3 separate regions of the Mus musculus genome follow, and regions 2 and 3 are each linked to region 1. Evidence: chromatin contacts called from public HiChIP or PLAC-seq data. All regions are on one chromosome and are shown on one strand. Each heading gives the region's core, a stretch centred on a gene start, on an enhancer-like site or on the middle of the called end of the contact. The rest is flanking DNA. Distances are from core to core; before and after follow the strand shown. Region 1 overlaps Ugp2 (UDP-glucose pyrophosphorylase 2). Region 2 overlaps Peli1 (pellino 1). Region 3 has its middle 58 kb from the start of Vps54.

The links. HiChIP or PLAC-seq counts read pairs in DNA pulled down with a chosen protein or histone mark.
Region 2: a contact with region 1 is called in a BATF HiChIP or PLAC-seq map of CD8 T cells, with 5 read pairs. The contact joins two enhancer-like sites. A contact is called at or near these places in 3 of 39 promoter capture datasets (the HPC-7 cell line, cranial neural crest and maxillary cranial neural crest), 1 of 484 Hi-C or Micro-C datasets (CD8 T cells), 2 of 115 datasets of contacts at active chromatin or transcription factors (CD8 T cells and effector CD8 T cells) and 1 of 9 other capture datasets (pancreatic islet).
Region 3: a contact with region 1 is called in a BATF HiChIP or PLAC-seq map of CD8 T cells, with 8 read pairs. The contact joins two enhancer-like sites. A contact is called at or near these places in 3 of 115 datasets of contacts at active chromatin or transcription factors (CD8 T cells, effector CD8 T cells and embryonic stem cells) and 2 of 9 other capture datasets (adipose tissue and liver).

What each region holds. Positions count from the first base shown.
Region 1 is chr11:21,330,612-21,334,721 of GRCm38.p6, forward strand. It overlaps Ugp2 (UDP-glucose pyrophosphorylase 2), which reads right to left. Exons shown (of 10, transcript NM_139297.6): 4 at 3,014-3,199; 5 at 1,805-1,938; 6 at 223-520. Among named protein-coding and RNA genes, the nearest start is that of Mir1933, 12 kb to the right of the region's middle. Within about 2 kb of position 2,535, at least 16 of the 459 cell types and tissues checked have an H3K27ac peak or open chromatin away from gene starts, as enhancers often do. A contact at or near this core is called in CD8 T cells, where this site is marked.
Region 2 is chr11:21,100,735-21,104,844 of GRCm38.p6, forward strand. The region is part of intron 1 of Peli1 (pellino 1); the gene reads left to right. Among named protein-coding and RNA genes, the nearest start is that of Peli1, 11 kb to the left of the region's middle. Within about 2 kb of position 2,052, at least 15 of the 459 cell types and tissues checked have an H3K27ac peak or open chromatin away from gene starts, as enhancers often do. A contact at or near this core is called in CD8 T cells, where this site is marked.
Region 3 is chr11:21,178,749-21,182,858 of GRCm38.p6, forward strand. No RefSeq gene overlaps it. Among named protein-coding and RNA genes, the nearest start is that of Vps54, 58 kb to the right of the region's middle. Within about 2 kb of position 2,048, at least 71 of the 459 cell types and tissues checked have an H3K27ac peak or open chromatin away from gene starts, as enhancers often do. A contact at or near this core is called in CD8 T cells, where this site is marked.

The sequences.
Region 1 (4,110 bases), core at 1,285-3,784:
AACTGTTTCCAATTTAAATTACTGACATAGATGTATACTACTATTAATTCTGGGTTTATGATACACACTGTTATCTTAAAACTTAACCCACAGAATAATATCACACTTTCTTAAAATGTTAGGTAAATGATATGTTATACATAAAATAGAAACTTCTAACTAGAAAAAGGATTTTAGCTACGTGCTTCGTCAAATGTGAAAACATGAGTCTTCAGTGTTTACCTTAACATCTGCTCGTGTTTTGTTTGTGACTTCCATGACAAACTCACAGCGCTTCCCATTGGGTGGGTTCATCAGGTGATTAAGAATATAAAGATCCACTGTGGCACCCAGATTATCTATGTTAGACACAAAAATATACTCTTTGCCTTCTTCTATAAAGGTATCGAGCAAGCCAGAATTGTAGAAACTAGCATAGATATCTCCATGCCCTGGAGGGTACCAAGCTTCAGTATTTTCCCCTGAATAAGACACATCCTTTGCTATAGGAAGTAGAGATTCCTTATTGATCCTCGGGTACCTGTAAAAACAAAACAAGAATGTTATTACACTGGTTCTGTAGCATACCCTAATCCTTCAAGTAAAACAATACACTAAAATTAAATAAGGGCTGGAGAGACAGATCAGTGGTTAGGAGCATGTTCAGTGTCCAGTATCCACATCAAATGGCTCACAAGCTCTGTAAACCCAGTTTCAGGGCGTTTGACACCCTCCCCTAGCTTCCTTGGGCTCCTGCACTAATGTGCACATACCTACACATAGATAATACACAGATACACATAACTAACAAGAAAACAAAATATTTTTAAAATATTAAATAAGTCATCCCTCTGTTTCAGAGGTTGTCCATAGAGATTAGATATTAAATAAAACATCCCTCTATTTCAAAAACTGTCATTATTATTAAACACAACAACCTGTCTTCTAGATAGTCATTCAGGAGAAGGTTCCTGTGGCCATGCAGAAGAGAATACACTTCATATTTTAACATTGTTTTTTACAGCTCTCTAGGAGGAAAGACTCGGTAAGTCAACGGTTTTTAAACCTCTCTGGTGTGGGATGTTTCTTGTGCCTGAGACTCTACCTGAGGAGACCTGCCCACTCTTAGATGCATTTGGGATGCTTCCCTCCATTTTGCATGCATGTCTGTGCATGGGTGAGAGTTGACAAAGTAAAGGGAAGCAGGAAAGAGCTCATACGCACACAGACAGCCTTCTAGGAGTCAGGCAACAAACACTATGATGCTGGAGTGGGGGCAAATTTTAAAATACCAACAAACTAATGATCCAACTTTAGATATACCATTTCCAACAATTTCCAAAAAGTTTCTGTAGGCTGCTGTCTACCCCTAAATAGAAAGCCTGTTCCCCAAGTCACCCGAATTCCTTTCTACTCACTACCCCCCACCCACCCCAGAGTAGATGCTTCTCTCCAAAGCTTACTTAATTTCCACAGAGCTATCTATTCAGGGTGAAGAACCTTCCTCCCATAGGAAAGGCTTTCAGTACTGTGGTTTGCAGGAAGTCATCTACCTAACCAGAGACCTTAACATGCAAAGGCTTTTTATAAACTGTCCTGAAATATTTGGGACTTAGAATAAGATCTCAAGCAGATTCTCTGAGGAGTAGAAATTATAAAACCAAAGTTTATAACCATCACCTATTGATAAGCCTGTATTTAGCTTTAAGGACATCAGTTCTTGCATGACTTGACCTTGGGCTGCAATGAGGAACCATGTTTGCACCAAAGAATGGAACTCCGTGGAGCCACAATCCCACCAGCTAATTATTTTTATTTCTGGTACCTGCTTTGATTGAAGGTGTAGATTTTCACACGACAGTGATTGTACTTCTGGAGTATTTTTTTGGTATCTTCATCCGTGTTAAAAGAATTCATTAAAACGAGAGGAACATCTGTATTATAGGTTTTGTTCAAATGCTAAAGAGGAGAACGACAATCAGGTCATCCAGACTCACATTCTCTGACTTAATACATAAAACCACTCTTGAATGGTTAATCATAAAACGTTTAAAACCTGACCTCTAGTGCTCTCTGGATTTATATTTACATATATATACATACATTTTACATGGCTATGTAGCTAAGCAATTTATCATGAACTCATTCGGTAAACCATGACCCTTTGAAAGAGAGCCACTGTCTTCATTTCATGGCTAACTTAGCTGAGGCGCAGATTCAGTTGCCCAGGGCAATCCCTACTGGAGCTGAGCATGTAGTCAGCAGTCCTCTATGGCCTAAAGGTAGACAAGTGCTGGCTATGCATCTGCTCTTGTCTTCCAGCTCTGTGGAGATGAGGATACAAAGTTACAAAGTCACGGTTTCCTCTTCTCAGGCATTTCAAACTCAGCAGTAGCACTTCAATCTTCTCAGTTTCTCAAAAGAGCTAAGGCAATAAGTCGGAGAAGATGGCGCTTAGCTTTCAGTTTTGGTTTTACTTTATTACTTAGAGCTTATTGCCCATCCTCATGCATAAAATGGGGAGAGCAGTACTTGTGAATTGCTGAGAGGAACAAATGAGTCATTTTGGGGAAGGCACTTAGAAAACCTGGTACACAGTAAATGCTGGATACATGTTAGCTGCCACTGCTGCTATTATGATTGGTAGCTGTCAGCACCACATCAGGCAAAGGAAGAAGACATGCAAAAGACATGGGACCTCTGTCCCATGAGGTCGACAATTGATAACTTTGTCAAAGAAGGAAGCCAAGAACAGTTCTTAGCATCCATGCCGTCCAACCAGACGAGGATGAGAACACCCTCTACAGCCTCTCAAAACGGATTAAGCCAGAAAAGCGCAGGGTCAGGAAGGCTGCAGTACAAAGTATTTACAGAGGGCTGAGCTTCTGCATCTTAAGAATACGTCCTTACAGTGTCCCAACCCCACACACTAACACGGAAACAAAATCGCAATCTGTTAACTAGCACTAGCACTTTATAATGTAAACACTAAATCTACTTTCGTATCTTATGTGAAAGGTTACATGCTACTCACTTCAATTTGCTGAACAGTTAGATCCAAAAAGGTGTTCTCATTTCTTACACCAATCAGACTTTTAGGGCCTTTGCAGCCCATGCTGGTTCCCAAACCACCATTGAGTTTCACTACCACCAACTTGTTCAACACAGAAGATATGTTATCAGGCAAGCCTCTGGCTTTTATCTTTTCATAGGGTTGAATCTGAAAGAAAATATTAAATTAGAGATGGCAACTTCATAGCTTTGCAAGATAAAGCAAATCAATCTCAAGGTTACGTCTATGATCCCTTAAAACTTTTGGTCTCTCAAATATAAAGTCCCAACAAGTCCACACAGGCAGCTTCCCTTGCAGAGTTGTAGCTCAGTGGCTACTTAACTACAGTGGAAGTACAGTGCACAAACACTGGTCTGACTGGTATGAATGTCTAAATCTTGAATTACCTTAAGAAACTATTTCCAATTTTAATCAAAATATCAACTTGGTCAAGTCTACGTAGTTCAGGTGCATTATATTCTACTTCAATTCTGGAGAATAATATATATTAATTATACATTATTTCTCCTACATGGGAGGCAAAAAGCAACATGCACTTGTGTTTGTCGTCTTCAGTTGTAAGATGACCCTTGAGAGGCAAGCGGCACAGGCTTGCAGTCACAATTCTAGGTATGCACAGCACAGCTCCTTCCTCAAAAACGTAAGTGTAGGGTGTCATTTTATAAAACCTTGCACTGGAAAATTATACATCCTCGTTCTAAGAAACGCCCTGAGAAGGGAGCAGTGTGAAGGCTGGAGCTGGGGAAGCCAACCCTACCTCCTGTCTAGCACCCTAAGTCTGTGAGCAGAGTGCCCTAGTCCTGAATTTGTCCTTTAAGCACAGAAACGATGACATTTATAGGAAAGACCCATGTTTTTGCTGTTGTTCAAAGCAGAGTAAGAAATCTTACATCTTAGAGCAAGAATGAAAGCTTTATAAAAGAATTGCAGTATATTTGTGACATTTTTGTTATTTTGCTTTAATAGAATAAGCCCTCAAATGACCTCTTTAGTTCCATTATAGTATAAGACTAAAACATGTAAGCCAGCCACTGGTTACCCTGTGAACATTAGCTATT
Region 2 (4,110 bases), core at 802-3,301, 230 kb before region 1:
GTAATTAAGAACATTTGAAAATCAGTCTAGAGATGACCAGATGGTTCAGCTGATAAAGATGCTAGCTATGCAAGCCTGGAAACCTTAATTTGGACTTTGAAGCCCACATAAAGTTGAAAGGAGAGAGCTGACTTCACAGAGCTGTCCTCTGGCCTCCACCCATGCACCCTCTCCCAATGTACTGTGCACATACATAATCATAATCATAATGCATGTCTTAAAGTCCAGTCACTTACTTAAGCTTTGTACCTTTTTACAGCAGCAGATTCCAGATGGCCATTCTCTGCTTGTGTGGTGTAAGGTGCCCTAACTTCACATCCCTGCTTCTCTCTCTTCCATCTTTCCAATTCTGTCACTGGCGGTCCTTCATTTTTTAAAAGATTTATTTATTTTATAAGTATATTTTCTTTCTCTCTCTCTCTCTCCCTCTCTCTCTCTCTCTCCCTCTCTCTCTCTTGCACACACACACACACACACACACACACACCATGTAGAAGCCAGAAGAGGGGTGTCCAATCCTCTGGAGTTGTAGACAGTTATAAGCCATATTGTAAGCCCTGGGAACTGAACACAGGTCCTCTACAAGAGCAGCAAGTGCTCTAAACCGCTAAGTTACCTCCCTGGCTCCTCTACTTGCTTCCTTTATGCTCCTTTGCCAGCTTTAGTTGTGCCTGTTGTTGTTGTTGCATACGGTCTTCCACCCAGTCCGCCATTGTTGTGCTGATAAAATAATCTTGAAAGAGGAAAGAGCCAAGAAGTAAAGATACACATATGGCAGTTTCCTGTTTCTGCTTACCTGATAGGGTTTTTAACTTCTTTGTCTTTGTTTGTTTTTTCCCCGTGTGTCAGTTAGACTTGAAACAACTATTTGACCTGAGGGATATTTTTAGGTTAGTGTAGGAAACAAATAGGCATTAATACTACATTCAGGTAGAACTCTATGTTGTTAAAACAACGCTTGATAGCAGGATTCATAGCTAAGTAGAATTTCAAAGGGTATTTTCAACTCTTGGTATTGGTAGTCTTTTCCAAAATTATACAATTGGAGACTTAATTAGCACTATAATAATTGCACATGACCTTAGGGGAGAAATGTCTGGATTTCATTGAGCTATTTTCCATATTCAAGCAGAAGACAGGAGAAAATGGTCTTGTAGAGGTGATGACAGGTGTATACCTTCCTTCCACAAGAATAAAATACAAAGTGATTGGCCTTGATTTTTCCTGCTCGTTTACTGTAGTTTTCTGCATATCACTGGGATTGCTTTTTTGAAGGCTCAATTAAGTTCAGTTTTATTTTTCACATAAGTGGAAACATTAGAAGGTACTTGGTTGGCTCTTCAAAACCTTAATGCTGCATCCCTGATTCCTAGCAGATCCTATCCTTAGTGTTTCAGTTCCTGTGGGGTTATCCCAGATTTAATGAATTGTGACTACTAGAAAGTTTTCCTCATTTCAGGCTATAGTTGACATGGTGAATTTTCTTCAGATTGTTTTCATTACCATTCTGTCTATTTACCATAAAAGGACAAGAACATCCAAATTGTAAGCCTAATTAAGTTTACTACTCATGATAAAATGTGTTACAATATGTGTCTTTGTAAGGTAGTAGCTGTTTTTCATTGGAACCACAACCTTGTCTATGTGTAGACTGAATCCATCAAAACCCTCTTTACATATGCTTTACTGTAATTCTCACATAAAGTAGGATGATTCAGTCTCTGAGCTAGTTCTCACAGTTTAACCGAGAGCTATGACAGATGTTGAGGAGGCTCTTAAACCGTTGAGCATAGGGCATACGCTGACTTCAGTGATCCGAAAATCAAAAAATGTATCACTGACATTCAAAAAGAAAATGTTTCTGCTGAAGTTTCTTAGTTGTGTGTCTTTGAATAAATAAGAGGTTGATTTTCTGGTATATAGATTACCTCTTAAAGAATTTACCTCCTGCCTTGAAAATGGTTTCTAAAAAGGATTTTTTTCAGAGTTTCATAACTACGTAGGCTGTTAATGATTCAGTACGCCCCCCCATTCTCCTCCTACCCCTTATATTGAAAGCTCCTTCATAACATCAAAGTACCCTGAGTCATAATGGTTAAACTCTGAAGAAGAACTGTCATATGGAAAAATTTACCATGTGAAGTGAAATTGTCAGGAAGCAGTTTGAGTCAGAGATTCATTGATCACAGTGATAGATTCTAAAGATTGTGAGCTTCATCTGAATCTTTGAATGTACTCACATGGATCTGTCTTTATTATAGGATTGCAAACCCTGTAATAGTCTAATAAAACCTCCAAAGGTATGTGTTCCCTCCCTCTAAATTTTAATTAGTTTGGTTTTTATCATGTTACATTAAAAAGAACATTTTATTTTGTAAATACATTAGGGAAGAGAGACATTATATTGCTGGGTTAAAATCCCAATCCCTAAAGTTGAGGGACCTAAGAATTCTGATTGGTTTATTTATTTTTGGGCTGTGTTGTATTTCATTTAACCCACCTTAACCTTAGTTTCTTATCTTTACAAAGTCACATGCTCTGTAGTAGTTATTTTCTCCGTGGAACCCCTCATGAAAGCTATAAGTAATTGTTGATCACAAACCAGCTTCAGAAGGCTTTTGGCTTTTTGAGTCTGAATCTTCTCTGTGTTTCCTGGGGTGGTTTTATGATCATCCTGCCTTAACTTCCTGAGTGCTATGTTGGCATAATAGAAGTGCACAGCAGTGCTCAAGCAGACTCCTTTCTTGATACATTTATTATAGTGTGAGCATTTTAGATGAAATTTATTTGTCATCTTCTGGCTTCAAGATTCCATGACTTCAAATAGTTTGCCTATAGGATGTCTTCCTCGTATACTGACTTGCTTCTGTAGAGACAGTCTGTACTATTGTCTCTTCTTTGCATTGATGATTCACCCTTGACATTATGTGAACTTAAGAATCATATTCAGGGATAGCATTTTAATGTTTTATAAAAGTATAATAAAAGATTGAAGAAAATTTACAGGTACACTTCAAATTCCAAAAGGGATAGAAACAAATTAAAATACTTCGCAATAACGTGATTTAAATTCATGTTAAGTTCTAAAGACTCTCTAACATAAATCTCATGTAAATGAAGTTCAGAATAATGCTTGTAGACAAACCATGAAACTTTCTAGCTCTGTGGACTGACTTTTGACATGGTTGTCTTTGTTATCTACTTAGTGGAACCATTACTTCTCAGGTAGGAGATCATTCTTGGTAAATGCGTCTGAGTAGAGCTGAAGTTCTCATTTGTTTACTTAGGATTTTTGAAACATGTTTTTATTATGTAGTATCACAAGTTGGCTTTGAACTCATCTTCTTTTGTCTCAAACGTCCCGCATGTTGAGATTATAGGTGTGCCTTGTACCACAGTGAGCCTGCACCACATGTTACTTAATAAAGCAGATGGTGATTCCAAGGCTGTTTTGATTTGGTGGGAGAAGGGAGCTCTCAAAGGCGCTCCCGTTTCTTTTTTTCCAGTTCTTCTATCACCACTAAAGTATGTTTGGAAGTCATTTCTGGACTCACTCCCCATTTTTCAGTCTACTAGTTCCTTTCATTTGGTCTTTCCCCCAGTCTGGATAATATTAACTGTGGGAAGAAGCTTTGATTCGAGGAAAACTAAATGCAGACCCCTTCTTCACAGGATGAACAGCTCTGTCCTGCTGCCTGGGCAGTTGACTTGCTTTACTTAACCTCTCAACACCTTTCTACCGGCACGGAAAGGGATAAAAATACGCTGTTCAGTCCACACCACAGAGCAAACATGAAGTAAATGTCCAGAAATTAGAAACGATTTTTATTACTCTTATCAGCATCCTGCTCTGATTATTTTTGTCTGATGTCACTGATTCTAGTACCCACATGCTTCTCATGCATCTTCCATATTGCTATCAATTATCTTCCTTTGAATCAAGAAAGTGCTTTGTAAGCATTGGGCATATAGTGAAAGAACAAACTTGAGGCATTTTTTTCTGAATGAAAATCACAAAGTAGGGAGGGAGATATTAAAAGCAATTAAATGTACAGATCAATACAGAGCAAGGTGCTACGAGAACAGCAGAAGGAACCCATGCTCCATTGG
Region 3 (4,110 bases), core at 798-3,297, 150 kb before region 1:
CTCCAGAATCAAGGATGTCCTTCACCACTCAGCAGCAGAAGCTCACATTAGCTCATTGTAATCTTAGGTAAATACTGACTGGTTTTCTACTGCCTTAGCCTTTCTAGTTCTGTGTGTCCTTATTCTCTACAGCACTAGCAAGGCTTTGACACATGAGAAGACTGAAAGAGAATACAGGTTGACAACTTGGGAGACAGCAGCTCTAAGCTCGATTCTGGCTCCCTGCAGGAGCACCAGAGTCAGGATCCCAGCACTGGGATAATTTTGTCAAATAAATACTTTTTTTTTGTTTATTTGTAGCCTACCTGCTTGGTGCGGTTAGTATGTCCAAAAGAAGCAAGTTTGCATGGCTGAGAAAAACCAAAGTGAAGGAATTAGGGACATGACACCCTCAAATTTGCTGCTTGGGTGTGTTGATGATCTTAAGATAAAATCTGAAAGTCAGCAGATTCAGGGAATGGCTCTTTCTGAGCTTCCTTATCTGCCCAAGGACAGGTTTTCTAAAAGGAACTCAAGGGGAATAGGTTCCTCTCTGGGAGTTTCTCGTCATCACGGAAACAAGCCGTGTGTACACTACACCTACAGTGTTTGCAGCAGACCACTGTGTGTCTCATCTGTTGGGAGGATCTCCTCATCTGTCCCAGATTGCTAACTTGTCCATCTTCCTTCTGAAAATGGAGTATGAATCTCTCGCCTCCTTTCATTGGCTATCTGATGGTTCGTTCTTTAGCTGACAGCTGTAGCATATATACATTGCAGTGGCTTTTTTTTTTTTTCCTTGCTACTCTGCTTCCGGTCAGATACTTCACAGATGTAGCTATTTTCAGAGAAAAAACTTACCAGGTTTCCTCCAGAGGCTGCCAGATACTGTGCGGGTATTTGACAAAAGTACCATCCATTCTGTTACCCCAAACCCAGAAAGAATAAAACCAGGCAGCAAGGCATTAAAAAAAAAATTCTTGGAAGATAGAGAAAGGTCTTGCTCACACAAAGACAAGAATAAGGTGATGACGCCCAGTAGCCTCATTTCCAGAATCCTGTCTCTTCTCCTCCACTCTCTACCTCCATCCTGGGTCAGTACTGTGGCCTCTGCCACACAACAAGTATAAAGAACAAGAATGTTTCACCTTGGCCTTCAGGCCGTTTGCCACCCCAGCCGCTTCACTCTTTTTTTTTTTTTTTTCTGTTTTTTTTTTTTTTTTTTTCGAGACAGGGTTTCTCTGTGTAGCCCTGGCTGTCCTGGAACTCACTTTGTAGACCAGGCTGGCCTCCAACTCAGAAATCCGCCTGCCTCTGCCTCCCGAGTGCTGGGATTAAAGGCGAGCGCCACCACGCCCGGTTGTCTCTTCACTCTTAACAGCAATTCTAGGAATGTGACAGACTGAGGACCTAGTTAGTGATTTCAGTGTTGGGTAGACATAAGTATGAGTGAACTTGTGTTTATAAATGAATACCAAACTTCAAAAAAAAAATACAATTAAAGCAAAAGTAGGAGGAAATACAAATAACTTCAGAACAAAAATAGCTTTGAAAAGAAAGCCTCAGAGTGGAAGAAGTAGTCTTCTGAATACAAATGATCAGCCCTGAAACATACGTGCAAGTAACATGCAGATTAAGCAGGCTATATTTAGGAATATGTAGCTCAGCATGTGGCACATGCATTTAATCTCAGCACTTGGGAGGCGGAGGCAGTTGGATTGCTGTGAGTTCAAGACCAGCCTGATCTACACAGCAAGTTTCGGGACAACCAGGGCAACATAGTGAGACCCTGTCTCAAAATAAAACAAATAAAAAACAAAAGCAAAAGCCAAACAAAAAGGAGATTAGACACACACACACGGATATAAGGGGGAAATGATGTAATTAAATTATTAAAATTTTAAAAACAAAAGAAAAACTTTTTTTTTAATGCCCTACTGTCTGGTTTTCATCTTTCTGAGTTTGAGGCAACAACATAGCTTTTGAGGCAAATGTATAGCATATGGTAGCCTCTGGGGAAAACCGTGTTAGTCTCATCTCTGAAAACAGCTGTACATTGCTGCCCACTGTCTACCACTTGCAGGTGCAGAGACAGGAAGTAAAGCTAGCCACACAGGCAGCAAGGACAAGGAGGTCTGGGGGTGTAAGGAAAGCTGTCATGAGTTGCATCAATAGCTAAGAAGAAAAATGAACCCTTAAAGGATCTGGCACCATAGGACATCATTCATGTGTGAGTGTGTGTGGGCTTTCTATCTCTACAGTACCTTGTGTGTGGTGAGGGGGTTGGCCTTATATTACAGTGTGTGTGTGTGTGTGTGTGTGTGTGTGTGTGTGTGTGTGTGATTTCTTTCTCTACAGTATAGTGTGTGTGTGTGTGTGTGTGTGTGTGTGTGTGTGTATTTGCATTTTAGCTGTTTGTTTTTGAGAAAGAGTCTGGTTGTACAGTTCAGGCTGACCTCAAACTTGCAATCCTGCCTCCACCTCCCACCCCCTTGGCATTGGGATTGCAGACATGCACTACCATGTGTAGCCATCAATATTTTATTTATCAAAACATTACATAATCACACTGAACACCTAGAATTCTGTCCTTTTTTCATTTCTTGCCTCTGTGATTTTTCACTATATTTCTTTATAGTGTCACAATCTACTTGGCATTTTAATGTCTCAAGTTTTTATTATGTCCAAACTTACCCTGCTGCTAAAGATTGAGTTTGTTGCTGTTCCCTTGAGTTAAGAGTGAATGGATATCTTTGTAGCAAGCACCTTTCTCCTTCAGTAATTTATTATCTATTATAGTGAAAAGCCCATGGTTGCTTTCAACAAATATCTATTAAACAAAACAAGTTATTTATAATCAATTATCAAGAGTGACGCTATAGGTTAAATATTAAAACAATTCTGGTATAAGCAAGCTGAGTATCTCTTGATACAGATCACTACAAAAAGCTTTCTAAGGGGATTTTACTAATGTGCAAGATCAAAAGATAACACAACTTTCCAGTGATAACATTATTTTTAAATCTTGCTAATTAACAAGAGCTCAAGTTGTGGGAAGGTTGTTGAAATGAAAGGTCACGAAAAGTCTGGGTCACTATGGAAAATGTGGGTCATGTGTCTGGTTGTCTTTAAAGTCTACACTTGACTTCTGTTTAATTTTTCTGATTTAAAGGCAGAGTATGTAAGGAGATCAGTTAACCACCCAAAGTTTGACTTTTCAGTTTTAGGCTGAAGAGCAGAAGTAGCTCCCTTCCAAGGTAAGGGTGGGCTAGAGAGGAAGACCATACGCGCTACAGGAGGCAGCTCCTCAGCTGTCTCCAGGAAAGTCTCCAGCTTCACTGGGAGTTCCCTATAGAATCAGGGGCTTTGTCTCAGACTGGCTGAAGCAAACACTCCAGGTAATTTTAGGGCACATTGAGTCGGAAAAACAATGCTTTTATATAGCAAAATTGCTACTGCCAGGAATGAAGCACAAAGCAAAAATTTAAAGCATGAATATGAATATAAAATAGTAAACAGAGGCAGTAAGGTGGTTCAGCTGATAAAAGTGTCACATACCTACCACCTGACTTTCAGTACCAAAGCCCCACAGTAGAAATGTTGTGAAAAGTATTAAAGAATGTCACCACCCTGCACTATACTCAGCTACTCTCTGCCCCAGCAACCCTGCTGCTTCCTTGGCTAGCCCCATGCAGTGACTGATCCAGGTTCCCTTGCTGCAGGTTTTGCTCACATTCCCATCCGTCCATCCACTCCCCATATATATAATTAAAATATCTGAAAACACCCTAACAATAAACTCAGAGCCATGAATTTGCTATCTGGCTCTTAACTCACAGGCTTAAATATCTCAGATCAGTTTGTAATAACAGTTATAGAGGGACTGGGTCCAAGCCTTGCACTTTTAAATTTTTTGTCTCAATAGAAGAAATTTATACCAATGAAAATAAATTCTGTACCAAAATAAGAAATTATGACGTCAACTTAGTAACTATTGTAAAGATTTCTACCAAATGAGATTATGGCTACACAATTAATTTTAGATAGTTCCTCCCTGTTCCAATTATGACCATTTCTAAATTACCCAGAAAAGCAACCTTAGAATAATCACTTCCAGCTCAGGGAACTGGG